7 separate regions of the Mus musculus genome follow, and all the other regions are linked to region 1. A link is a contact called in public HiChIP or PLAC-seq, Micro-C and promoter capture Hi-C data. All regions are on one chromosome and are shown on one strand. The core of a region is the stretch at or near the end of the contact, and the rest is flanking DNA. Distances in the headings are between cores, read along the strand shown. Region 1 holds the start of Cdv3 (carnitine deficiency-associated gene expressed in ventricle 3). Region 2 overlaps Nphp3 (nephronophthisis 3 (adolescent)). Region 3 holds the start of Amotl2 (angiomotin-like 2). Region 4 holds the start of Acad11 (acyl-Coenzyme A dehydrogenase family, member 11). Region 5 has its middle 13 kb from the start of Anapc13. Region 6 overlaps Dnajc13 (DnaJ heat shock protein family (Hsp40) member C13). Region 7 overlaps Dnajc13 (DnaJ heat shock protein family (Hsp40) member C13).

Region 1 (3,551 bases), core at 32-2,531:
CTCTTTGTGAACTGGAGGCCAACCAGAGCTACACCGTGAGACCTTGTCTCAAAAATTGGGGCTAGTGGCCGGACGGTAAAGTTTAGCCCGTTCCTGCAAGATCCGGAGACGTGCCTAATTCCCAAACGCCCTCTCTGCCGCCGCTTTTACTTAAACCCAAGCCCAGGGCGAGCTGAGCGGCGGAGAGAAGGCGACAGAAATTCCACAACTCAATTCCCAGCCCTGCGTGGCCGTGGTTGGGAGAGTAAGCCACGCTGGCCCGGGCGGCACAGAGGAGCCTCGGAACACCTTAAGAACATGAAATCCGGCCCCAGCGGGGCTCAAGCGGGACCACGAGGACTCGGGCACACGTCACCCGGGGACCGGCCCAACCCCCGTGGCCCAGAGGGCGCGGCGCGCAGAGGGCCGCGGACGGGGGCGGCCAGACGAGCCCCGGGGGCCGAGGACCGCGAGCCCGCCCGCCCGCCGGGCCGACGTGCGAAGCCCGAGTCACGTGGCCTCCCGGGCCGGCGGGGGCGGGCACATGCGGCCGGCCGCCGGCCTCCCGACCCTCACCTTCGTTATGGCCTTGCCGGCGGGGCCCGCGCTCCCGCCGTCTCCGGACCTCGAGCTCCCGCCGTCTCCGGACCTAGCACCAGAGCCCGAGCTCCCGCCGTCGCCCGACCTGGAGCCGGAGCCCAAGCTCCCGCCGTCGCCCGACCTGGCACCGGAGCCCAGGCTCCCGCCATCGCCCGGCCTGGAGCCCGCCGCCGCGCTGCTCCCGCCCGCGCCGCTCGCCGCGTTGGCCGCGCGACTGCTCCGTTCCTTCTTCTTCTTCTTGTCCCTCTTGGCGAAGAAGTTGTCCAGGCTCCGCTCCTCGGTCTCGGCCATGGCCGCGGTCCGGATGGGTGGGGCCGGCGGAGGGCGCGGCGCTCGCGGCTCCGAGCTCTGGGTCAAGGCCGGCTGTGCGCTCAGGCTGCAGGGTGCGGCGTCGCCTCAGCCCCGCGGGGTCGCCGAGGCGCGGGCGGCAGGGCGGCCGGCTCCCCCCGTGCTCTGGTGGTACGTTCCTCGCTGGGAACCGCGAGCGTGGAGCAGGGTCGCGCCCGCCCCGCTGCCTGAGGGACAAGGAAGGCGCGCACCGGCGAGCGCTCGGCTAACGACGGCGCGTGCGGGAGGAAGACGCGCGGGCCTGAGGAGGGGGAGAGGGGACGGGGAGGGGAGGGAGGGGAGGAGGGAGGGCGGGCCACCAGCAGAGAGAGGCAGCGCCGCGCCTGCGCGCTCGGTTCCGCCCGCCGCTGTGGGCGCGCCGAGGGGGGCGGGCGGCGGGATGAGAAGGGGGCGGGTCTTCCGGGAGAGCCAATCAGATGCCCGGACGGAGCGCTTAGGTGACAATCCGTTCCTTCTACGGGGCGGTGCCCTGTATGGGGGCGGGGAGAAAGCGGGTGTAGGCAAAGAGAGTGACGTCCCTAGTGACTCCTGCCTCCGATTGGCCAGGGAATTTGCCTTGAGGGCGGGCATTTAGAGGGTTGGTGACTTGGCTGAAGAAGACCAGCCGGAGGGGGCGGGTGTGCCTTGGTTGCGCGCATGCGCAGGGTACACGTGCGTCTGCTCGCCAGGACTGTGGCCTGGTAGGCGTTTGAACTTTCAGGAAAAGGAAAGAGACCATGTTAAGCCAGCTATGTTCAAGCTTGGTCCTCCTGCCCTGCTTTTCTGTACTCGCACCCTCTCTGGTCGGGCACCTATTACTTTTCTTCTGAATGGAATGCTTTTGATGAGGAGCGCTGGATTAGTATTCGTGGTTCCATTTACGGAAGGATCTTAAATAAGCCAGTGCATGAAAGGAAGGGAACTGATTTTGACTAGCTGTGTCTACCAGGGTCAGGCTAAATAAATCTGACCCTCTAACGCTAGCTCTTGTGAGATGGAGAATGGCTGGGAATGTGATTTTGGTGGTAGCGTGCGACAGGCGCATGTCAGCGCAGAGTCTGTCCACAGAATCACAAAAAGAAAACACACAAAACCCCTCCTTTTCCTGGGTCTTCACCCTATTGGCACATACTATGTGAATACTTGATCCCCGAAACATCTGCAGCCCAGAAAGCTTTTTGTTTGCTTGGGGGAGATTGCTTTGTTTTGGGACCGGGTCTCACCTACCCCAGGCTGCTTTGAACGCCATACATAGAAAAGATAATGTGTTTCTGACCTTCCAGCCTCCACCATCCCAAGTGCTGAGAATTCAGGCATGCACTTTTGTGCCTATGTTAGCGATACTAGGGGTTTCCATTCTTGCTAGAGAGGCTCTCTACCAGCTAAAGAATGAATGACCCAATACAGATGTTGGAGTTTCCTTGTTTTTAGTTACACAATTGCACCTAGAATTGCTCCTGCTCTGACTTGAGTTTGAGTGATTGCTACAGTTTAACTTTGGCTCCTATGCTGGATCTTAGGACAGAGAAGGGGATAAAAAATATCCTTGTTTCCACCTGACTTGACTTTGGGGCCTTGGAGAATCAAATGTGTGTTTCTCTATGAGACGTGTGGTCTGGGTATGCATTAAACTTCTGCTTCCTCTAAAGGGTAGAGGAGAAAGCTGTGACAACCACTGAGGAAATGGCTAAGTCCTATGTCTGTAGCCTTGGGGGAAAGATAGGACCCAGCTAGTAAATGGAGGGATGTCTTTCCACACCTGTTCCCTCCTGTCTTTCCTTACAAGTCCTTCCCTAGTTGTGGCTATTGAAGACCTACATTCTGAACATATCGATGGATAAATGAAGGCTCTATGGCTGTAGCCAACAATAAGAAGACCTTTCTTTTGTTTTGTTTTTTGAGACAGGTTTCACTATGTAGTCCTGGCTGCCTTGGAACTGGCTCTGAAGACGGAGATGACCTCAAACTCAGAGATTCACCTGCCTGGGCCTCCTAAGTGCTGAAATTGAAGGTGTGCGCCACCACACCTGGCTAATAAGCAGACATATTTGTTCTCTTCCCCCAGCCCAGGATGGTTCCTAGGTGACTTCCTTTTGTGACACCACATATCTTCCTGTGGTATTGTCCAAGTTCAGCACTGCCCAGTGCCACCAGCTTTGCTTAACATCTCTTAGCAAACTTTCTTTTTACCTTCCTTGTCTTCTTTCCTCTTTCCTTCTTTTTCTGCCCTTTCCTGCTCCCCACCCCCCTCATTTTAAGACAGTGTCTAAAGTATCCTAAATTAACCTTGAACACAGAGCCAAGGATGGTCTTGAATCTCCACTTCCAATTCTCTCTCTCTTTCTCCTTTCTCTCTCATTTTGTTTCTGTTTCCTTTCATTTGTTTTTAGGATAGAGTCACCCTGTGTAGCCCTGTCTGGCCTTGAACTCAGAGATCTTCCTGCCTTTGCCTCCCTCTGCTGAGGTTAAATCCCACCACTGTCTACAAAGCTGTTTCCTGTATCCTGCAACTATTTTATCAGTTGAACACCCCACCCATTTTTCTCCTTTCCAAAAAGATGTATTTATCTTTATTTTATGTGCATGCATCAGTACATGGATGTGACTGTACATCTGAACCCCTAAGCCTGGATTTACTGTGAGCC
Region 2 (3,369 bases), core at 723-3,222, 670 kb after region 1:
AAGTATAAACTGGGGGATCCCTGTGACTTTCCTAGCTTCATTGGTAACCCCCAGGTCCCAGTGAATGACACCATTGTACAAATAAGGTGGGTAGCAACTGAGCCTCACCACCGGAAGTTGCCCTCTGGCTTCCATATGCACCTGTGTGCACACATGCATGATTATAAAACAGTAAATATAAGTTGCTCTCTATAGAAGAATCTGGTGTGTATGTGTACAGCTGGAGTCAAAGGTTAGTAAGCTAGGTCCTAGGCTTTTTTTGAAGTACTTGGACATAAACCATGCTAGACCTCGTGATCGTTTTCACAAAACAGTGCTTAAGGAATTTGTGAGCGTGGTTCCATGTAGAAATAAACACGTGTCCCTCATAAATGTTAGAGTCAGTGTGCTACTTAAAACAGCCGCTATCTAAGATGAAAGAGGAAGGCTTTCGTCAGGACAACAGTAAATGCCTCCAGAGTGAGGCTGGCGCTCAGCGTTTGTGTTTCTGTGTTACTGCAGTACGGGTTTGCCCTTCTACGCAGGCGGGCTCTGCAGTTGGAAGAGCTCACCTTGGGCAAGGACAAGCCTGAGAACGCCCGCACCCTCAATGAGCTGGGTGTTCTCTACTTCCTTCAAAATAACCTCGAGTGAGTACCGTGGCATTCCTAATGAGATTCACAACAAGGATCCACTGGGTCTCTTTGGTGGGAAGCTGTTTTACCTGTCTGTCAAATCCAAGGTTAGGGGGAAAAAAAAACAAACAACCTACCTCTGCCAATTTCCTGTTTGGTTTGGGTTATGAACATTCATACACTTAATGTTGTGTTTCCATTTTCTTTCCACGTTGCTTCTGAAGCTAAGCATTATTTGGCAGCTTCCCTAGCAGGGCCCTCATGGTTACAGAAAGCGAGTTAATGCGGACATTACATCTGAGACCCACAGAAGCAACTTCAGACCCACCAGGAGATAGCTGAGTTAGTGGGCGGCAGCTGCTTTCACCCTTTGATTTACTTAGAAAAGATGTCACGTCTACACTTCTGCTGTCTGAAAAACAAGTGCATTTAGGTCTCAGAAAAACGCAACTCATTTTTCATGTTTTCCCCTAAGTTCCTTTTACCAACAATTATTTGGTAGCAACTCCTAAGGGGAAAGAACAGATGCCTCTGCCGTCCATTCGGCACAGTGTGACCACTGGAAAGGCCTTAGAAGGCTGTTTCCAAAACGATCTGTGGGTTTTGCATTTAGGAGGAACGGAGTTGAGAGCTGAGCAATCACACAGATGCCTCATGGGAAGCAAAGGAAGGGGAAGGGAGGGGGAAGGGTAAGACTCCAGTGTGTCTATTCTCCATCTCTAAGGGCTTAGGACTCTGACCTCTAGAGAATAAATTGCTTGAGGCATTTTGGGGTTTTGTTCCCAGGACAGCAGAGCAGTTTCTGAAGCGTTCCTTGGAAATGAGGGAGCGGGTTCTGGGGCCAGATCACCCAGACTGCGCACAGTCCCTGAATAACCTGGCAGCTCTTTGCAATGAGAAGAAGCAGTACGAGAAAGCAGAGGAGCTGTATGAGCGCGCCCTGGACATCCGGAGACGCGCACTGGCTCCGGACCACCCTTCCCTGGCCTACACCGTGAAGCACCTTGCAATCTTGTATAAGAAAACGGTATGTACACCTCACCCGTGTCTGCGTGCTTTACGATGAACGGGAGAGGCCATGACTGCTGCCAGCCTGTTAGTTTATTGCCTGATGGGAGGTCGTTGTAGGTGAGCTTTTACAAATAAATTATTTAGTTTCTAACCAATGAGAACATGAAGGTATATATTGTTTCAGACTTAATTCAATTAAGATACTAATTTGGTTTTCTGAAAATACATCCCAACGACAAATCAAGCATCTACATTGCTAATGAGTTCCTTTCAAATACAACCCATTTTATTATCAACATTATGAATGAGGTCTTTTTATATAATATCTCAGTAATTTTCAAGTTCCTCTTACTGTACACGCTGTTAACCAAAACACAGGAAATCACCCCGTAGCTAGGGCTGTAGGAAGTGCCTTATTTATTTATATATTTATTTTTACAAAATTGACATTTTATTCTACTCTTCTCTTACTTTGTCTACAATTAAATAGCAGCTCTTTTTCATGGGAGTAAAGTTTGGATTTTTCTATCTATTCAAAGCAAACCTTGACCACAGCCTGCTTTGACCAGTGCAGCCTCGGAGCTGTCTCTGTGCTGAGAAGTGGGGAGGCTCCCTTGCTGGTGGTCACGGCACAGAAGGTCATGCATAAGAAGGGAATATGCTGTTCTCTCGGGCCAGCTTCTCAGTTAGGGAAATCATAAGGAAAGCCCCGAGGGGACGGGGCAGTTGGCGGGACGTGAGGCAGTTGGCGGGGACGTGAATTTATTTGGATGTCCCCTTGAGTTAAGAGCAACAACAGATCTATACAACTGGACATTTCTTTTACTGGAAACACTGGATGAGTAAATAAAGTGCAAACCATCTTTCCAAATTATCAGAGAACCTTTGTGTTCCCAACAGCTTCATGTGAATATTATATTGGATTTTCTGTTGCCTTGAGGTGTGGCCAGCTGTAGAAAATGCTTCTGCAACCTTATTTAATATATTTTATTTCTGGAGAAAGTTCGGGTCAGATGGTATTTATTGCTTGAATATTTTGTTAGATTATGCTTTTGTTTTGAAGGGAAAAGTTGACAAAGCTGTACCTCTGTATGAATTGGCTGTTGAAATTCGGCAGAAATCCTTTGGCCCAAAGCACCCCAGTGTAGCTACTGCCTTGGTAAACTTGGCAGTCCTTCATAGCCAAATGGTAAGCATCTACATTTCAACTGTTTGCAAATGAATGATCTGAATGTAATATATAGATTACCTCATATATTATATATAATGTATATATTTTATACATATGGATAAATGTGAATTAATGGCATAGTAAGGCAATAAGCAGGCTTGTGCTTATTATAGAAGCGAGTCAAATTGTTACTAAGCCATGTCTAAAACTTAAAAGAGTTTTTACTTTCCATTATTCTGCTTCTCCAGTTATGATTGTCCATAAAATAATGTTTCCTTAATATCTCTTAGAAGGATATTAAGGTTTTCAAAGTGCTTATCAAAGTATGTCAGAACAGTATAGAATACATTAATAATAATTTTAGACACACTATGTGTTAAGTGAGCACTGTTACTTTTTTTTTAATAAGAAAAAGCACAGTGAAGCCCTGCCACTATATGAAAGAGCATTAAAGATTTATGAAGATAGCTTGGGGAGAATGCATCCTCGAGTTGGAGAAACATTGAAAAATTTAGCTGTGCTCAGGTAAGAATGTTTCTCATCTATCCCAATATTTAATAGCTTTGATTTATC
Region 3 (3,105 bases), core at 225-2,724, 650 kb before region 1:
TGGAGTTACAGATGGCTGTGAACCACCAGGTAGGTGCTGGGAATCGAAGGCACATCCTCTGTAAAGGCAGCAAGGGGGGTTAACTCCTGAGAACCCCTCCCTTTTAAAGGAAAGCTTTATACAAAAATAACCACATCCCTGACTATTGAGTTTGAAAGGTTTCTTGTCCTTGGTCCCCTCCAGCAAACTTAGGAATTGAGAACGCCGAGGGAAGGAGGGGGTTGGGCCCGGCAGTCCCGCAGCAGAAATTGGTCCTGATTCGAGGTGGATGGGACTGAGGAATGCACGCTCTAACCAGAAAGAGGGTGGGGGGGGCGGGGAGGGGAGGGAGTCAGAGCAGCTAAGCTGGAGGAGTCTCCTGGGGAAGTAGAAGGGTCCAAATGACAAAGGAGTCGATTCCACACCAAAAGCCAGAGAAGCGGAAGACAAAGAGGGTTGGCTAGGTGTAGACGAGGTGGAAAAGACACTGAAACTCGGGACAGGTAGGTGGAAGCAGAGACTCTCTGCCTTGTCAGGTTACGGAGACCGGATTTTGAAGACCAAGAAAAGGGACCTGGCTTCATTGGCTACTCTCTGTGTGACCCTAGGCAAGTTGTTTAGACTCTCTGAACCTTGGTTTCTTATTTATTACAGACATGATAAGAGCACCGTCGGAGGGTTACTGGAGTCGGATGGCCGAGTAAAAAGCAAGTGGTGACCCGCCGCGTGCTTGGCTTAAAGATGAGCGGAGTTAGGGAGGAGTTGGACCGAATGCCCAGTGAGTGGTTGATTCATTTAGTTAGGTAGTGGGTTAAATCCACCAGATTTTCAACCCAGATTCACACACTTCCTGTAGAGGCAGGATTAAAAGAGCTGGCCAAGGTGTTTGTAAACAATAAAAGTGCAATTCAAAGTTTGCCGCTGGGGGGTGAAATAGTAGGAGTTAGGAAAGAGGCTGGGCAGCGGCGGGCCGAAACATCGTTTCGTCTGCAACACTGTCAAGGCTGGGCGGATGTGAACTGCTGTGCAGTCCTCCCGCCATTTCCAAAACGCCACAGACCCTTCTTACAGCCACCATAGGGGCGTGAGAGGCTGATCCCTGGAGTCGTCCCTCGGTGCCTGTAGGAATGGAGGGTGAGAACCCGGTGCGGGCAGTGGTGGGGCGATCTTGGGACGAGTTGGTTAAGACACTCCCAACAGCTAGGACACAAAGCAGGGTGGCAGGGAATGAATGCCGCACGGCCGCCAGAGCCCAGAGTGGCAAGGGGACAAGGCTGAGGCCAGCCCAGCGGCCAGCCGCAGCGCCGCCTCCCGGGAGGAAGGCGGGGGCTGGCCCGGGGAGCGGAGGGAGGCGGAGAGCGGAGGAGGGCGGCGCGCTGAGAGGTTATTTGTGGTTCGCTTTGATCCCGAGGGGGAACCTGAAACTCTCACATTCCTGGCATAGCAGCCGCCTCCAGCGCGGGCTGACCTAGAGGCTGCGCACTGGGGCGCGAGCAAGCAGATCATCGGCGCCACCGACTAGTGCGCACCTCCGTTGCTGACTGTACCTAAGCCGAACCGGGTCTGCGTGCGCCGGCAGCCGCGGGCCGCAGCGGTAAGCAAGGTGCCGGGCACTCCGGGCAGTGCGCGAGGCCGGCGGGGACGCTTCCCAGCAGCAGCGGGACACCGCGATCAGTCCGACCCTTTCTGGAGATCGGAGCTGGGGTGGACGAGCCTCCCCGGGAGCGGGAGGGGAGACTGTGAACCCTTTCGAGGATCGATCCTGGGTGTCTAGCCTAGACTGCTCGCGCTTTTGTGGGGGTGAGGACACCATTCTCCGACCCACTGGGGCTGGAGGAAGGACAGAGGATCAGTGTTTGGGAGTGTGCGTCTCGCGTGCGGGGCAAGTGAAAAGCTGCGGTAGGCATATCTCGCTGAATTATGAGGTTACCGTGGCTGCTTTGTCTGGATTGGGGATACAGGTGGCTTTTACCCTCAGCTAGCTCAAGAATTCCTCTTTGTCTTCCTTGGAAAATCCTCTGCGGAGCCACGAACTGGCTCTCACTTAGAAAGAATGCAGCCTGCTGTCCAGTCCGGTGACGTCAGCGCTGAAGTATTTGGAAAACAAAGAGGGTTAGGGAGAGAGGCGTACCCGCGATGCTTAAAGACCTCTCGCGGTTGCGGGTTTTGCTCGCCCGGGGCGCTCGGGCAGCCACCGGTGCTAGTGGTCTGCCTCGGTAGAGGTGAGTAACGCCGGGACCCTGGACTGGCCTGGTTGACTTGGAGACTAGCGTTGGTTCCTTTTGCTGGAGTGAGCCCAGGCCAAGGCCAGAGACCCGTGTTTGCTTAGAAAGGTGGCTGGTTTTCCGAGTGCAGCGCTCCAGTGCAGCCCAGGTACAGCGCCCGTGTAAGGAAGTTGATTTTCAGTAAGTGCTCTTATATAAGTATTTGAAAGAAAGATTGTGCATCTAGGGGATTCGATTGGGACGTTTGTGCGATGAAAGGCCTCGGAAATGTTCGGTGCTCCGAGAGCCTGGCTCATAGTCGGCGCGCCTGGAATCTGCCGGGAAGGCTCAGCATTCCTTCTAGCCGCTCCCGGATCCTTAGCGCGAGTCAGCCCAGACAGTGATTAACTTAGGAAATACCGCGTAGAAAAAGCCGCGTGTGAGCAGACTCTTCAAGTCTTACACATTGCAGGGTGCAGTTGGGGGGGGGGGGGAGGATTAGTTGCTGGCTTGGGTATCGTCAGGGCTCATTACCTTTCTCCAGCTCTGCCAACATACCATTCCCAAACTGAGGTAGGACAGGGGGCTAGCATTAGTATGGCACAGAAAGGGGCCACCACCCCCTTCCTTTGTCTCCCCCCTCGCCTCATTACCCCATCAACTGGCATAGGTAGTTGTTACTAATATCAACAGAGATGCAGAGGGATCATCCCCTGTGTGCCTCTAGCATACACGTAGGGAGGGGTTTTTCTAAGTAGCAAATGTGTGTGCCAAGAAAAGAGGTTGGTGGTCATGGAAAATGTTTCCCTGGCTCAGTTACTGCAAGCTCCCCTCTGCCTCCTCACCAATTTCCATGGGGCTTCTTGTGCTGCTCACCTTGCAGAGTGGCTGCTAAGGTCATCTGTGACAGGGAGACTCAGAT
Region 4 (3,266 bases), core at 141-2,640, 700 kb after region 1:
TTACATGAGATATTATACTCTGACAGAGCTTTCTATGCATCAGCCGATGCAGAGCCAGGTAGACTAATAAAGATAATGGTGACAGGAAACTGGGTACAGGACAGCAGGCAGAAGAGCTCCACCATATGGATGGATGGCTTGGATTGTTTGTTTTTTTTTAATAAAATGTTATTTTCCTTCCTTGCAGAAAAAAAGGGGTCTCACTACACAGCCCAAAGTGGCCTACAACTCCTGTAGCCCAGACTGACCTGGACCTCACGACAACCCCCTCTACCTCACCCTCCCGAATGCTACGATGAATCGTGAGCCAACTCGCTTGGTGAAGAATATCTTCTGACTAGCATAAGACATGGCCTTGCCCATCTGGGAACTGGACCTCCACAGCAGGAAAGGAGCGGCAGGAGGCCGGCTGAATCCCTCGCGCGGAGCGTGGCCCTGCCCGCCCCGTCATGGATCACCTGTAGGGATTGGAATCCAACACCTCGTCGCTCATCTCCTGGATGCGGGTCCGGCCGCAGTGGCCGTCCCCTCCAGAGCGCCGGGTTCTCTCCCGGGCGAGTTCCTGCTCCAGCTCCTCAACCCGCTGTCGCAGCCGCTCCACCGAGTCGGCCATGGCTGGGCTCCCGGTGGCCTCCGATCCCAGGCCGGACCGCCGCCGTCGCCGTCGTCGCCGCCTCCCCACGCTGCCTCGCTGGGCCCACGAAGCGCAGGAGGAACAGACACAGCCTTCCAGGTCCAGACACCGGCGAAGCGGCTCCAAGGCTCCCAGTAAGACACGTCTCCGGCACGCCCACCGGGCTTCCGGCGTGCCACTTCCGGTGCGCCGCCGCCATCGCTCCGCTCGGTAAAAAAAAAAAAAAAATAATAATAATAAATAAAAACACTCCTCAAAACACTTAGCTTTCTTCTCTAGAACCAAGACCCAGGTCTCAGCAGAGCCAGCATCATATGTGTCCAGATCAAGTCGACGGCCATTCCGTCTTTCCTATCTAGGAGGCCATGAGAAACACCAGGGTCTTTTAATGCAGGCTCAAGGTTCTGGCGGACTCTCTTCTTGCACGGACCGCACAGGTCTTCCGCTGGCGCGTCCTTAGTCTAGGGTGACAGCTGTTTGTCTTCATTCGCCAGAGTCACGTTTGCGACCTTGTTTTTCTATAAGACTGAGGACTCCAGCTCTGACGCTGAGGGTAAATTCTAAGTCTGGTCCCACAACAGGCAATTCTTTTATTTCTCCACCAGACTCCGAGTCCCAGACTCCGCCTCCCACATGGCTTTGCAGCAACACTGCCCAGAGTCCCGGTGATTGGCTTCTCCTAAGCCCCGCCCGACCACGCCCCCCCCCCCCCCCCCCCAAGTGCCGGTCTCCTTTCTGCCTTGGCGCAACCTCCGTACAGTCTGTGGATTCCTCGGTGACAACAGTGGCGGTCATGGAGACGGATGTCACCAGTGACACCGTGGAAGTGCTACCCCAGCACAAGTTCGACCTCAGGTCCCTGGAGGCCTACCTGAATCAGCACTTGCCGGGCTTTGGGTCAGATTCCCGGGCTGTGCTGACTGTTACTCAATACAGGTATCAACCATAGCCTTTGCCTCCTGGGAACATGTCTGTGCTTGGTGCTTCGCTTCCTTTGGCCCTGGGTGGGTGTCTCATTTGCCCGGTCGGGATTTCTTTCCCTGCAAGGATGCTTCCTGGATAATTTGTACTCGAATCCCAGGCTAGTCTGAATTAGAGGGCAGGAGCAGAGGTGCAGTATCCATTATGCAGTGCAGTCTTGTTAAGGACTAAAATTATGTGTCTAATTCACCGAGAGTGTTGCGGCTGAACACTCTTGAATTCCTAATAGATATCTTCTGTGACCTTCTGTGCTACAATCTAAAGATCAGTTTCTGAGGGGCTGGTGCCATTTTGTTTAATTGACCTTAGTCACCTGGGGCTAGGTTAATAATACCAGCTAAAATATACCAATTCGATTCTAGACATTCCACTTCACTGTTTTTAGCACCACTTAAGGCCTAAGTTCTTGAAGCAAGGGAATTAAACGGGAGGAGGTGACTCCAAGAATACCTTTCCCCACTGACAAGTGAATCTGGTTTTAGTCTGGTGTTTTGTAAATAGAGAGGGTATTTTTTGTTTGGTTTTTGATTTTTGTTTTTTTTTTACTTTTATACAGTTCCAGTATAAAACCATTTCATATGGTTTCAGTAAACTGTGCCTGGCCTTTCTATCTGGGGATTTAACTGTAACATAAATTCAGAGATCAAAGTTCCTTTCCTGTAATATTTGCCTGTATCCATTAGTCTTGATAAAGAAATGAAGTGATTTAGGTGAAAGGACTTAAGCATTGAAATATCCGTGGAGAGGTGGAATAAGTAATAGTTGACACTTCTAAACTTAATACTTTGTGTTGTAAACAGACTGAAGCAGGTCAAAGTTCACATTTCAGTGATTAGTTCACTCTGTGGAATTTGGCCAGCTTATTGTCCTGCTTTCAGATAAAGGTTATATATGTTCACATTACTGTGGTCCTGTGCAGACTTAAAATAATTCTGAATTAAGTTGATGTTCACCAAAATCATGCTCAATACATGAAATTAGTTGTGATACAAAAAAAAGTACTTCTGAAGTCAAACCTAGGGCTACATGGCTTTAATCCCAACAATCTAAAGATCCCTGGAGATTGGAGGCTGAGGAAAAATGATTGTGAATTTGAGGCCAGTCTGGGCTATGTAGCAATCCTTGGTTTCAAACACTATTTTTCCAGGAATGTTATATAATCTTGATTTAACATAGATGTACATATTCAACAGAGAAAACACATTCATTTTCAGGACATATGAAAAATTATAAAAATAAAAGTAGATAGATAGAAAGAGAGAGAAATAGTAAGGCCACAAAAATCTCAAAGGAATCTTTTAAAAGTTTAGACCAGTTCTATGGCTTATCAGGTAAAGGCACCTGCTGCTGAGCCTGACAACCTGAGACAACCCCCTGGAAACTACATTGTGGAAAGAGAGAGACAGATCCTGCATGTTGTCCTCTGACCCCCACACGTGTGCCACCAAATAAATAAATATAAAGGGGGAAAACACACATTTTGACAATATAAATGCAACTTTTTAATAGGATTAAAACAGCAAAGAAATGCTATCCAGAAACGACTTGTTTTGTGTGTTGAAAAGCCAAGAGCAACATAGGTAATAGTTTGTTAAACTTAAGAGTACAAATCACTTGCATTTCTATATCTTAGCAACAGTTGAAAAATGAC
Region 5 (3,198 bases), core at 584-3,083, 730 kb before region 1:
GGAGGACTTTCTGCCAAATCGCCAGTGAGCTTGCCCTTGACTGAGACCCCTCATGGTCTGATCCATCTTCTTTCAAGGCTCTGGTGTTCCCAGCCTCTCTCCTCCCAGACTCTAGTCTCACGGTTGTGATGATTTTAGGAGATGTACCTACCCTCCATCCATCCCGCTCTCACCCGGGCTACCCCAGAGCTGGGAAGGTCAGGGACTTGTGCAAGTACAGGGCACCAAGGCACCTGAGCCTTGGGCTGGGTTCAGGGCACTCATGGCAGAAGCAGATAGGGCTGGTCCCTACCCCCTGGGCTTTTCACTTTGTATCCTCAATCAATCAGCCATCTCTCCGTGACCTGTTTTGTTTTGTTTTTTTCTGTCGCTTGCTTCTTTTATTTATTGTAATACTAGCATTTATCTTCTTATCTAGAAGCATTCAACTTCTTCCCCTCTCTGCTTTCATTTTGCAAAGTCTCTGAAATAATACATTTTGTTGTTGTTGTTGTTGTTGTTTTGTTTTGTTTTGTTTTTTCAAGACAGGGTTTCTCTGTGTAGCCCTGGCTGTCCTGGAACTCACTCTGTAGACCAGGCTGGCCTCAAACTCAGAAATCCGCCTGCCTCTGCCTCCCGAGTGGAAACAATACATTTTATATCAAATTCACAGCTCATTTGTCTCCCTTAATAGTTGCTCATCTAACATTATATATGCATAAAATGTATGCACGGTAACTATATGCACAGACCTTGAAACCAAAGGACTCGAGTTCAAAACCCAAAGCCAAGCAACACTCCAGCTGCGCATCCCCTCACAGGCGATATTACCTTGCTAAGCCCAGGTCTCTGTGAAGCGAAGGTTGACAACACTACTATATCATACGAGTCTCAGGTTAAATGGGGCAGTGCAGGTGATGGGTTTGGACAGATTGGGACCCATGGCAAATACCTGAAACCTGAGCTATTGCTTCTTATTAATATAATGCAGCAGGCACTTCAAAGGCATCCGATATTAAGCTCGTCCAGATTTTGGAGATGGCGAGGTTCAGCAGCAACGACTTAGAAGGCAGAAGACCTGGGTTTGAGCTCTCTCTTAAGGAAACTGTGCTGGGGGTTGAACCCAGGACCTTCCATTATGCTCAGCAAGACTATATGGCTGAGCTCCAGCTCCAGCCTGAAAAGCCTCTGGTTTTAAGATCTAATTGACCCCTTGCTGACCTCGGGACCAGGAGGAGTCTGCCAACTTCTCTCAGCCTTCTGGAATCAAAGAGTAAAAATGCATTCAAAACTCCACTGTCGCTTAAAGAATGATAAACATTTAAGTTAAGCATCCAGATTTTATTTCCTGCATAAATGTTCTGAAATTCATGTTTTAACAGCGCTGGATGTGTGTGCTAAGCTGATAGGTGCTTGTGCGGGCATAGCTGACTATGATTTGCATAAATATGTTTTCTGCAGTCTGGAAGGAAAGACAACAAACCTACTGGCAAGGGTCACCTCCAGGGACAAGATTTGACAGGCTGAGGAAGGAAATTCCACAGCTATCCTTCAGAAAAAAGTCGTAGCTCTTTGGGTAATTTTTTTTCAGATAATCATATAAATGCTGCAAAATTTAGAAAAGTATTGTTTATTTTCATAAAAAACAAAACCAAAAACTCTTCTCACTGTTCTTGAAAGAAGTTCTGGGACATGGGTCAAAACTCTTATCTGTAGTCAGTAACTTCCGAGCAAGCGTCAGATCCACACAAAGCACTCTGGGAAATGCACGTATAGCTCTGAAGGTGGGGTTCGTGCCTGATAGTGCAGTGTGTGAGGCCACGTAAGTCACTCACATAGAAGAGCACAACGTGGAATGTGTGCAGCACACAGCTAATAGAGCTCAGGAAATATCTGCTGGACCAATGGACTGCTGGGTGGATCTGTGTGTGGCCGGCCACATCAAGTGCATGGATTCGTGGCTGGACCTGTGGATGGATAGGTAGGTGGACAGGTATGGACATGGAGACCATGCAAGAGGAGAGAAGGAAAGACAAAGGCCTCTGGCAGCTGAAGGCACTGGGGAACACTTGTGGGTGAGCCTTTGAGAGGCCGACTGCGGACATTGCAGTTTGGAAGGGGTTGAGAAGGCGTCTTACAGTAATGGCACTCTGATTATTTCTCATTCAGTCTCTTTCCCCTCCCTCTCTCCTCCTTCTCATTCAGGTGTCTTTAGAAGCATGGAGGACTTTTTTTTTTTTTAAGATTTATTTATTTACGTATGTGAGCACACTGTTGCTGTCTTCAGACACACCAGAAGAGGGCATCAAATCCCATTACAGATGGTTGTGAGCCGCTATGTGGGTGCTGGGACTTGAACCCTGGACCTCTGGAAGGGCAGACAATGCTCTTAACCACCGAGCTAGCTCTCCAGACCCCAAACCCATCTTTTTAAGGCATTTGGATAACCAAAAAGTATGAAGTCATCAAAACTAATGACTGTTAAGCTTTATCAACGGGGGAAAGGGCTTGAGAAAAATGAAAGAGGTGGTACAAGTTTTTAAAAAGATTCTCCAGGGGCTGGTGAGATGGCTCAGCGGTTAAGAGCGCTGACTGCTCTTCCAAAGATCCTGAGTTCAAATCCCAGCAACCACATGGTGGCTCACAACCATCCGTAACAAAATCTGATGCTCTCTTCTGGAGTGTCTGAAGACAGGTACAGTGTAGTTACATATAATAAATAAATAAATGTTTAAAAAAAAAAAAAAAAAAAAAAAAGATTCTCCAGGTTTAAACTATGGGAATTTGTGGGGGTGGGGGGAGGACAGATTATTCAACAAATTATTCAAACTAAGCTAGCTAGGACAATTAGTTTTCCGTTGGTGGGGGTGGGGGAGGTGTTCATCTAGATCCCTGGATCTTCCTCACATGACACTTGATCTTTCCCGGAAGACTGAGATGTAATTACACCTCACAATAGAGTTAAAACAGATTTAAACATAAATTGTCTATAAAGGCATTTCGAGGGCTGGTGAGATGACTCAGAGGATATAGGTGCTTGCCACTAAGGCTGATGATGTGAGTTCAATTCCCAGAACCCACTATGGAAGGGGAGAATTGACTCCTGAACGTTATCCTTGGACCTTAACACTCAAGAGCGTGTGCACCTACGTATATCACATCATTGTCGTTGTCGTCGTCGTTGTCATCTTTAAAGTAAAAGGATATATAAAATGTAGC
Region 6 (3,173 bases), core at 61-2,560, 800 kb after region 1:
AACCAAAAATAAAACCAAAAGAAAAAAAAAATAAAACAAAAGCCAAACTACTGTCCCCATATATAACTAATTTGTGCTGTGCACCAACAAGAACCTGCTTTAAATTTCCATGCCAATTTACAACCCCCAGACTATACCAGGCAAGGTTAGTGGCTACTGAAAATACCACCAGGACAGGGCTATCTAAAGACACATTTGGTAGTGTGTTAACTATACAAAAAAGGACACTGTACAGTTTAAAGACAAATCTTACACAGCCTTACATTTCAATTTTTTTCTTTAAAAGGAGTGAGTTGTGTTCAGGGTGGTTAAATGCTTTATAGACAAGGAAAAAAACCTGTACAAGAACCAACTTATTCATCATCATCATCTTCTTCTTCACCTTCTTCTTCCTCATCCTCTTCCTCCTCATCTTCCTCTCCCTTCTTTTTCTTGCTCTTTTCAGCCTTGACCACCCCTTTTCTCATGCATCAGGTTTTCCTTTAGCTCTGTAGGCAGCAATATCCTTCTCATACTTCTTCTGCTTGGCAGCCTTCTTCTCATAGGGCTGCTTGTCATCCGCTGCAGGGTTGTTCCACATCTCTCCCAACATCACCAATGGATAAGGCAGGATGCTCGCCTTTGATTTTGGGGCGGTACTCAGAACAGAATAAGAAGAAGGCCGAAGGAGGCCTTGGGTGCATTGGGGTCCTTGGACTTCTTTTTGGTCTCCCCTTTGTGGGGGTGGAGGGATATGTAGGTTTTCATTTCTCTTTCATAATGAACCCTTTCAGCTATTGCCATATCTTCAAATTTCCCCTTTTCTTTAGCAGACATGTCTTCCACCTCTCTGAGCACTTCTTGGAGAGCTCTGAGAAGTTGACAGAAGCATCTGGTGTCTCTCCTGTGCTCCTCCCGGCAGGTTTGCACAAAGAATGCATATAAGGACATTGTGCCTCTTGGCTTCTTAGGATCTCCTCTGTCCATGTTTAGTTGATTTTCTTCCGAGAGGCACAGAGTTGCTCAGTGCCCGTCCAGCTCTTGCTTGCCTTTTTTTTTTTTTTTTTTTTTGTGAGACAGGATTTCACAGTGTAACTCTGGCTAGCTTAGAACTCAGAGATCCACTTGCTTCTGCCTCCTGAGTGCTACCATTTTAAAGCTATTCCTAGCTTGCTGTTTATTCAAAAGAAACAGTATTAAAGAAAAACACAACTCCATTCCACGAACGGACCATGAAGAAACAACAAGCAAGATCCCTGAAGGCCCAACTCTCAGACTGAAGGTCCACGCACCACCCAGACGTTAGCAAAGGTGACTGGTAATCGATCACAGTGTTTGTTTTGTGACTGGAGCTGTACTACAAATGGCTGAAGCTTCACTGACCTCCCACAAGGCAACCTTAAGGCTACAACAAGCACAATGACCAACTACTAAGTGGACAACTGTACTGCTTACGCGGAGCCTCCATCAGTACAAGCTGTCCTCAGGAAACCAGGCTGCCGTATTCTACAATCCCCTTGGTGATAGCTCTATGGGTACTAAATAAATAAACGGTAACGGGCATAGGATTAAGTGCAAGGTAATCACTGCCGTAAGCGTACCTTCTAGTATCCAAAATCTTACACTTGAAGTGCAGCACGGAGCGCTGGCTGGCACGTGCTCTTATTCACACCTAGCCTCTGCTCAACAGTCTGACCCCCCAGGTTATCTCCTGAGGTTTCAGACCTCCTCACTCCCTAGATTCTACTTTTATATGGGAAACAGCATAATTTCATTCACTTATACAAAACATAATTAGAAAGGCAAATCTTGCATGGTGAACACTACTTCAAACACTCCAAAACTCAACATGGATGCCATGTGTCTGATGCCATCTGCACACATACTTACTCGATGGCAATGAGTGTAGAAGAGCCAATAAGTTGGACAAAACCATGGATTCTGCAATGTTATTGACACAGTCTTGGTTGGATGTCACTATATTCACAACCTGAAAATTAATTAACATGACATTAAATAATTGTGATTCTAAATTATAAAAGTGACAAACATGTTTGGACGACAAAACACTTAATTTTTCAAAGAGTTTATTTTCAAAAGATTGGCTATTAATGTGATCATCTAAGAAGCCTTCTGTCTGACGTTGATGCCCTCCCCCATATGCACTGTGGTCACAGATGGGGAGCAGTTAGGGAGGACTGGTCTTCACTATGACTCTCTCTTGCTGTAGGAGGAAGTATCCTTTGTAGCTAATACAACAAGCTGCTTTAACCTCCATTGTAAAGAAATCGATCTATTTTTCTTTCTCTAGCCACTGTTGTATATGACTAAAGACCTATACCACTTGAACCACTTTTAGCATTTCAGAACACTATTCAGACCTAATAATGTTTGCTTAAAAAGTTAAAGATGTAGCAGAGGGCTACCTTGTCTGGCCTCGATGGGAGAGGATGAGCCTAATCCTGTAGAGACCTGATGCCCCAGGAACACTCTCTCAGAGGTGAAGGGGATGGGAATGGGATGAAGAGCTCTGGGACACTCTCTCAGAGGTGAAGGGGATGGGAATGGGATGAAGAGCTCTGGGAGGGAGAACTGGAAGGGGGGTGGCAACATTTGGGATGCAAATAATAAATAACAAAAAAAAAAAGTTACAAGATGGCTGGGTGGCGGCAGTACACGTCTTTAATCCCAAATCTGAGGAGACAGAGGCAGGTGGAGATTCCACAGAGGGAGTTCCAGGACAGCCAGGGTGACACAATAAACCCTGCCTTGAATCCCCCCAGCCTCCCCCCAAAAAACCTCTGAAGGATATAAATGTTGTCAACATAAAGAAAATGCTTGTTAACGCTTTCTGACATGCTTAACAACTGTTCTATTAAGAATGGGATGAGCTGAGAAAGGTAATTAGGACACATTATATGTGTTTGCTTGTTTTTAAAAGCTACTTCTGAACACGCTCTTGCAGGGTTGAAAGTGGTGTTTTCAGTAATAAACCATGTGTTGCAATGACAGGGCCATCTTAGGATGACCTTGAGACCTTACTCTGAGCTGCCGGGACAAACACTACCATGATCGGGGCTTCCTGATCCTGTCAAAGCTGCAACCTAAACAGAATCCTACGGGATTAACGGTTTCATTCTTCTTGAGAAAGGGCCCCCAACTTCTCTGGGAGCCTTACCTCCCAGGGCTGTGAT
Region 7 (3,159 bases), core at 157-2,656, 870 kb after region 1:
CTAGCAAGTCTACAATTCAAGTTCTCTTAAAGGTTTTTAATTATCAGAAACAATAACAAAAAGATCTATACTATGATGGTATTGATAATATAAAGCAACTTAAGTAAGTGAAAAGAATTAGGGACTAACATTTCATGATTGTACTCATTAAGAAAGACAATCTACAAAACATGCCTAGTTTAGAATTTAAAACAACTATATTTAAGCATGTTTATTTATTCATGTTCAATTAGTCTTGCCTTTACAAACAAGTAATTCTAGTTCTTTGGAAAGTCTGTGAACAATAACACTTGTGACATAACTAATATGCTTGATTAATAGTAACAACTTTAGAAAGGGACGAATTTTATAGAGATGGCTAAAAACAGTAACATGTGAAAGTCATCCCCTCGAGAGTCTAGAAAGCATGTGCCCGCGCTCGCTCTCACACACACAACTTCTTCACTTCTAGGTCTGAACACAAGGCATCATATATACACATTCATCTTCAGGCTGACATTTCTCTTCTGAACTGCTGACTTCAGCAGGGAAGATGGGCTGCAATCTTGACTTTTAAAGGTTCACATAAACCCTCAACAACTTCTATTAAAATTACCTGATTTGTTACTTCTAAGGTATTGGGATTATAGGTAGTAACTGCATGGGTTCCAACTGAAAAGACTCGTTTATACCTACAAGGAAAGACATGCTTACATTTAGTATTAAGCAACAAATTTTTAAATGAAAACATATGATATTAACACAAAATGAATACACTTTCATATTTTTCTATAAATAGAAATATGTTGGCTGATCAATAGTTCAATGGTGATTAAATATAGTTTATTTTTATATTTTCAAATTTAATGTCCTAAAATGTTATCAAAATTAAAATCTATCCGCCACTTATTTTAGTGGGAACTATTAATATTCTTGCATAAAAAGTATGACCTTGGGGCTAGAAAGATAGCTCAGTGGTTTAAGAGCACTGTGTGCTCTTTCAGAGGACCTGTGTTCAGTTCCTAGCACCCATGTGGCAGCTCACAACTGTCTGTGTAACTCCAATTCCAGGGGATCCGATACCCTCACACAGACATGTGTAGGCAAAATACAAATGCACATGAAATAAAAACAAAGAAAAGTTATATTTATTTTTAAGGAAGGAAAGAAGGAATGAAAGAAGGAAAGAAGGAGAAGGAAGGAAAGACGACCGACCTCTGGACAAACATGGTGATGTTACCACAAATTAAGGTGGTAAGACACCAGCCAGGATGCTACAAGAATTCTAAATACGACATTTCTCTTTTAACAAAACACTGCAAATGGCTAATTCTTTCAAAGTATCCTTTCATTATAACCACAATAGGAGGAAGGGAAGTATGGCTGGCAACTGCTCAGCACAGCGCATAAGGGAACGTTAGTTCCAAGTGAAGCAACTGCCTGTCGAGTGTCTGTGCTGCAACTCTGAACACGGAGGAAGCGCTTCCACTTCTCACTGCAATGCCTTTAATGAAAGAAACATACTCAAACAGGAAAGCCGACCTCAATTATCAGTAACACTGATGAAGAGAAGCTCGTACTGAGAAAAGCAGAAATTAGGAAAAAAACATTTAAAAATAAAGACAGCTCTTTAGATATAAAACAAAAATGAGCAACACATTAGTTAGAATAAGAAAATGTAAGAAAAAAAAAACGAGGAACAAAAAAACTCACTGCCACAGACACGGACTAAAGGAAAAAAAATCCGCTACATGCCAATGCAGATAAATTTCAAACTTAAGATCAATCATTGCAAAGAAGAAGGTCAGAAGCTGTAAAGACTGACACCATCCAAACCCCAGACGCAGCAGTCTAGAGTGGAGAACCGGCAACGCCCATGCTCTAAGTGGAGAACGGTAATGGAGGCATCTTAACTCTGATACTAAAACTGCAACGACAAGGAAAACTGAGACACTGGCCTGTTATTAAAGCAAAAAATGAATAACAACCAAGTAGCTTCAGAGAAACAGTTCAATTAGGAAGAAAAAAAAACCCAAAACCCAAATTTTTCATGACTAATAACTATTGAAAATACTTCAGTAATACCCAAATGATAAAAATGGGCACTAAAATAAATCAAATAGTTTCCAGACCTCTAAGTTTTCCTGCCTTTAACTGCTTTATACTTTAAAAAAGTGTACAAGGGCTGGAGAGATGACTCAGCGGTTAAGAGGCTGCTCTTCAGAGGTCTTGAGTTCAATTCCCAGCAACCACATGGTGGCTCACAACCATCTGTAATGGGATTTGATGCCCTCTTCTGGTATGCATGAAGACAGAGTACTCATGTACATAAAGTAAATAAATCTTTTTTAAAAAAGAGACGTTCAATACATTAACCAAAAGCTACTACTAGACTCAAGAGGAATCCATCATGCTTCCATCAGAGACAGGGTAACCAAGTGCACTGAAAGAGCCTACAATATTTAGGGGTCTGTGCCAGCGCCCTTGGCTACCCTCCAGCCTGACAGTGAAGCCCTCTTGCTGAAGACACTTTGAACTTGAGCCAATAGAACATGGAAATATCAAGCTGGTGCTGACCCGGAAGCTTCCAGAGTGTCTCGAGGTGCCGCACACACTCCAGGGGAGAAACAGCAAGCATCAATCTTACCCAGCTGTGACTGTGTAAGCCACAGTGAGAGGTGGCCGGGCAAGAAACGCCCACTGGAACAGAGTGGCCCAACTGTCACAGGAGTAACACAACTACCTTCTAAGTGGATTTAAGACCCACTCTGCAACATGAAACCAAGAACTGAGACTAGCCAAGCCATAGGTTCTAGAGGGGAACCTACTACTGTTATCCTACTAAATGGGCAAACTAGTAAACTGACTCCTAATGACGGAATCTTACACCGATAGATTAGTGCCATCCCTCAACCCTCCTCAGAGAAGCTTCTATTCGAAGAAGATGGTGAGTAACACAGGATCCACAATGGATTACGGTGCTGAGAGCAGGAGACTGGAAAGCTCAGCCCCAAATGACACAGGTATATCAAAGCTCCTTCTCGAAAGGGCCTGCGGTCATTGTGGGATAGGGGTGGAAAGAAAGAGCCAAAGGTGGGGAATGGCTCTAAGGAAATGGTGTCTTCCAGATTCAACAGGTCAGCTTCACATATCAACTCACAGAAATTGTGACATATACAA

The links. Promoter capture Hi-C pulls out the DNA fragments that hold promoters and counts their contacts. A called contact is a pair of places that touch in the nucleus more often than the background predicts. HiChIP or PLAC-seq counts read pairs in DNA pulled down with a chosen protein or histone mark.
Region 2: a promoter capture Hi-C map of hematopoietic stem and progenitor cells shows a contact between it and region 1. The contact joins the enhancer-like site here to the promoter of Cdv3 in region 1. A contact is called at or near these places in 9 of 39 promoter capture datasets (the 3T3-L1 cell line, the HPC-7 cell line, cranial neural crest and 6 more), 6 of 115 datasets of contacts at active chromatin or transcription factors (acute myeloid leukemia, embryonic forebrain, embryonic hindbrain and 3 more) and 3 of 9 other capture datasets (adipose tissue, embryonic stem cells and pancreatic islet).
Region 3: a Micro-C map of embryonic stem cells shows a contact between it and region 1, with 2.5 times the contacts expected there. The contact joins the promoter of Amotl2 here to the promoter of Cdv3 in region 1. A contact is called at or near these places in 2 of 39 promoter capture datasets (cranial neural crest and liver), 2 of 484 Hi-C or Micro-C datasets (both in embryonic stem cells), 2 of 115 datasets of contacts at active chromatin or transcription factors (embryonic midbrain and embryonic stem cells) and 1 of 9 other capture datasets (adipose tissue).
Region 4: an H3K27ac HiChIP or PLAC-seq map of extraembryonic endoderm stem cells shows a contact between it and region 1, with 14 times the contacts expected there. The contact joins the promoter of Acad11 here to the promoter of Cdv3 in region 1. A contact is called at or near these places in 11 of 39 promoter capture datasets (the C10 cell line, cranial neural crest, embryonic stem cells and 8 more), 15 of 484 Hi-C or Micro-C datasets (CD4 T cells, CD8 T cells, the G1E-ER4 cell line and 10 more), 13 of 115 datasets of contacts at active chromatin or transcription factors (astrocytes, bone marrow-derived macrophages, embryonic hindbrain and 8 more) and 2 of 9 other capture datasets (adipose tissue and liver).
Region 5: a contact with region 1 is called in a promoter capture Hi-C map of liver, with 2.3 times the contacts expected there. The contact joins the enhancer-like site here to the promoter of Cdv3 in region 1. A contact is called at or near these places in 4 of 39 promoter capture datasets (the 3T3-L1 cell line, 3T3-L1-derived adipocytes and liver), 2 of 484 Hi-C or Micro-C datasets (the C10 cell line and LSK cells), 1 of 115 datasets of contacts at active chromatin or transcription factors (embryonic stem cells) and 1 of 9 other capture datasets (embryonic stem cells).
Region 6: a contact with region 1 is called in a promoter capture Hi-C map of liver, with 2.0 times the contacts expected there. The contact joins the enhancer-like site here to the promoter of Cdv3 in region 1. A contact is called at or near these places in 6 of 39 promoter capture datasets (the 3T3-L1 cell line, cranial neural crest, embryonic stem cells and 3 more), 3 of 115 datasets of contacts at active chromatin or transcription factors (bone marrow-derived macrophages, extraembryonic endoderm stem cells and pro-B cells) and 3 of 9 other capture datasets (embryonic stem cells, liver and pancreatic islet).
Region 7: a contact with region 1 is called in an H3K27ac HiChIP or PLAC-seq map of microglia, with 5 times the contacts expected there. The contact joins the enhancer-like site here to the promoter of Cdv3 in region 1. A contact is called at or near these places in 2 of 39 promoter capture datasets (liver and pre-B cells), 4 of 115 datasets of contacts at active chromatin or transcription factors (astrocytes, embryonic stem cells, large pre-B cells and 1 more) and 1 of 9 other capture datasets (liver).

What each region holds. Positions count from the first base shown.
Region 1 is chr9:103,364,499-103,368,049 of GRCm38.p6, forward strand. Cdv3 (carnitine deficiency-associated gene expressed in ventricle 3) reads right to left here and starts at 1,282. Exons shown (of 5, transcript NM_175565.3): 1 at 556-1,282. The coding sequence starts at 870.
Region 2 is chr9:104,037,934-104,041,302 of GRCm38.p6, forward strand. It overlaps Nphp3 (nephronophthisis 3 (adolescent)), which reads left to right. Exons shown (of 27, transcript NM_028721.3): 23 at 502-629; 24 at 1,401-1,641; 25 at 2,689-2,814; 26 at 3,206-3,321. Among named protein-coding and RNA genes, the nearest start is that of Uba5, 24 kb to the right of the region's middle. Within about 2 kb of position 1,973, at least 13 of the 459 cell types and tissues checked have an H3K27ac peak or open chromatin away from gene starts, as enhancers often do. A contact at or near this core is called in the HPC-7 cell line, acute myeloid leukemia and hematopoietic stem and progenitor cells, where this site is marked.
Region 3 is chr9:102,716,330-102,719,434 of GRCm38.p6, forward strand. Amotl2 (angiomotin-like 2) reads left to right here and starts at 1,475. Exons shown (of 10, transcript NM_019764.2): 1 at 1,475-1,573.
Region 4 is chr9:104,062,334-104,065,599 of GRCm38.p6, forward strand. It overlaps Acad11 (acyl-Coenzyme A dehydrogenase family, member 11), which reads left to right and starts at 1,391. Exons shown (of 20, transcript NM_175324.4): 1 at 1,391-1,570. The coding sequence starts at 1,428. It overlaps Uba5 (ubiquitin-like modifier activating enzyme 5), which reads right to left and starts at 788. Exons shown (of 12, transcript NM_025692.3): 1 at 459-788. The coding sequence starts at 613.
Region 5 is chr9:102,637,963-102,641,160 of GRCm38.p6, forward strand. No RefSeq gene overlaps it. Among named protein-coding and RNA genes, the nearest start is that of Anapc13, 13 kb to the left of the region's middle. Within about 2 kb of position 1,834, at least 13 of the 459 cell types and tissues checked have an H3K27ac peak or open chromatin away from gene starts, as enhancers often do. A contact at or near this core is called in liver, where this site is marked.
Region 6 is chr9:104,168,846-104,172,018 of GRCm38.p6, forward strand. Dnajc13 (DnaJ heat shock protein family (Hsp40) member C13) reads right to left here. Exons shown (of 56, transcript NM_001163026.1): 46 at 1,870-1,969. It also overlaps the pseudogene Hmgb1-rs16. Among named protein-coding and RNA genes, the nearest start is that of Gm46130, 11 kb to the right of the region's middle. Within about 2 kb of position 1,311, at least 3 of the 459 cell types and tissues checked have an H3K27ac peak or open chromatin away from gene starts, as enhancers often do. A contact at or near this core is called in liver, where this site is marked.
Region 7 is chr9:104,237,870-104,241,028 of GRCm38.p6, forward strand. Dnajc13 (DnaJ heat shock protein family (Hsp40) member C13) reads right to left here. Exons shown (of 56, transcript NM_001163026.1): 3 at 596-671. Among named protein-coding and RNA genes, the nearest start is that of Dnajc13, 23 kb to the right of the region's middle. Within about 2 kb of position 1,407, at least 26 of the 459 cell types and tissues checked have an H3K27ac peak or open chromatin away from gene starts, as enhancers often do. A contact at or near this core is called in microglia, where this site is marked.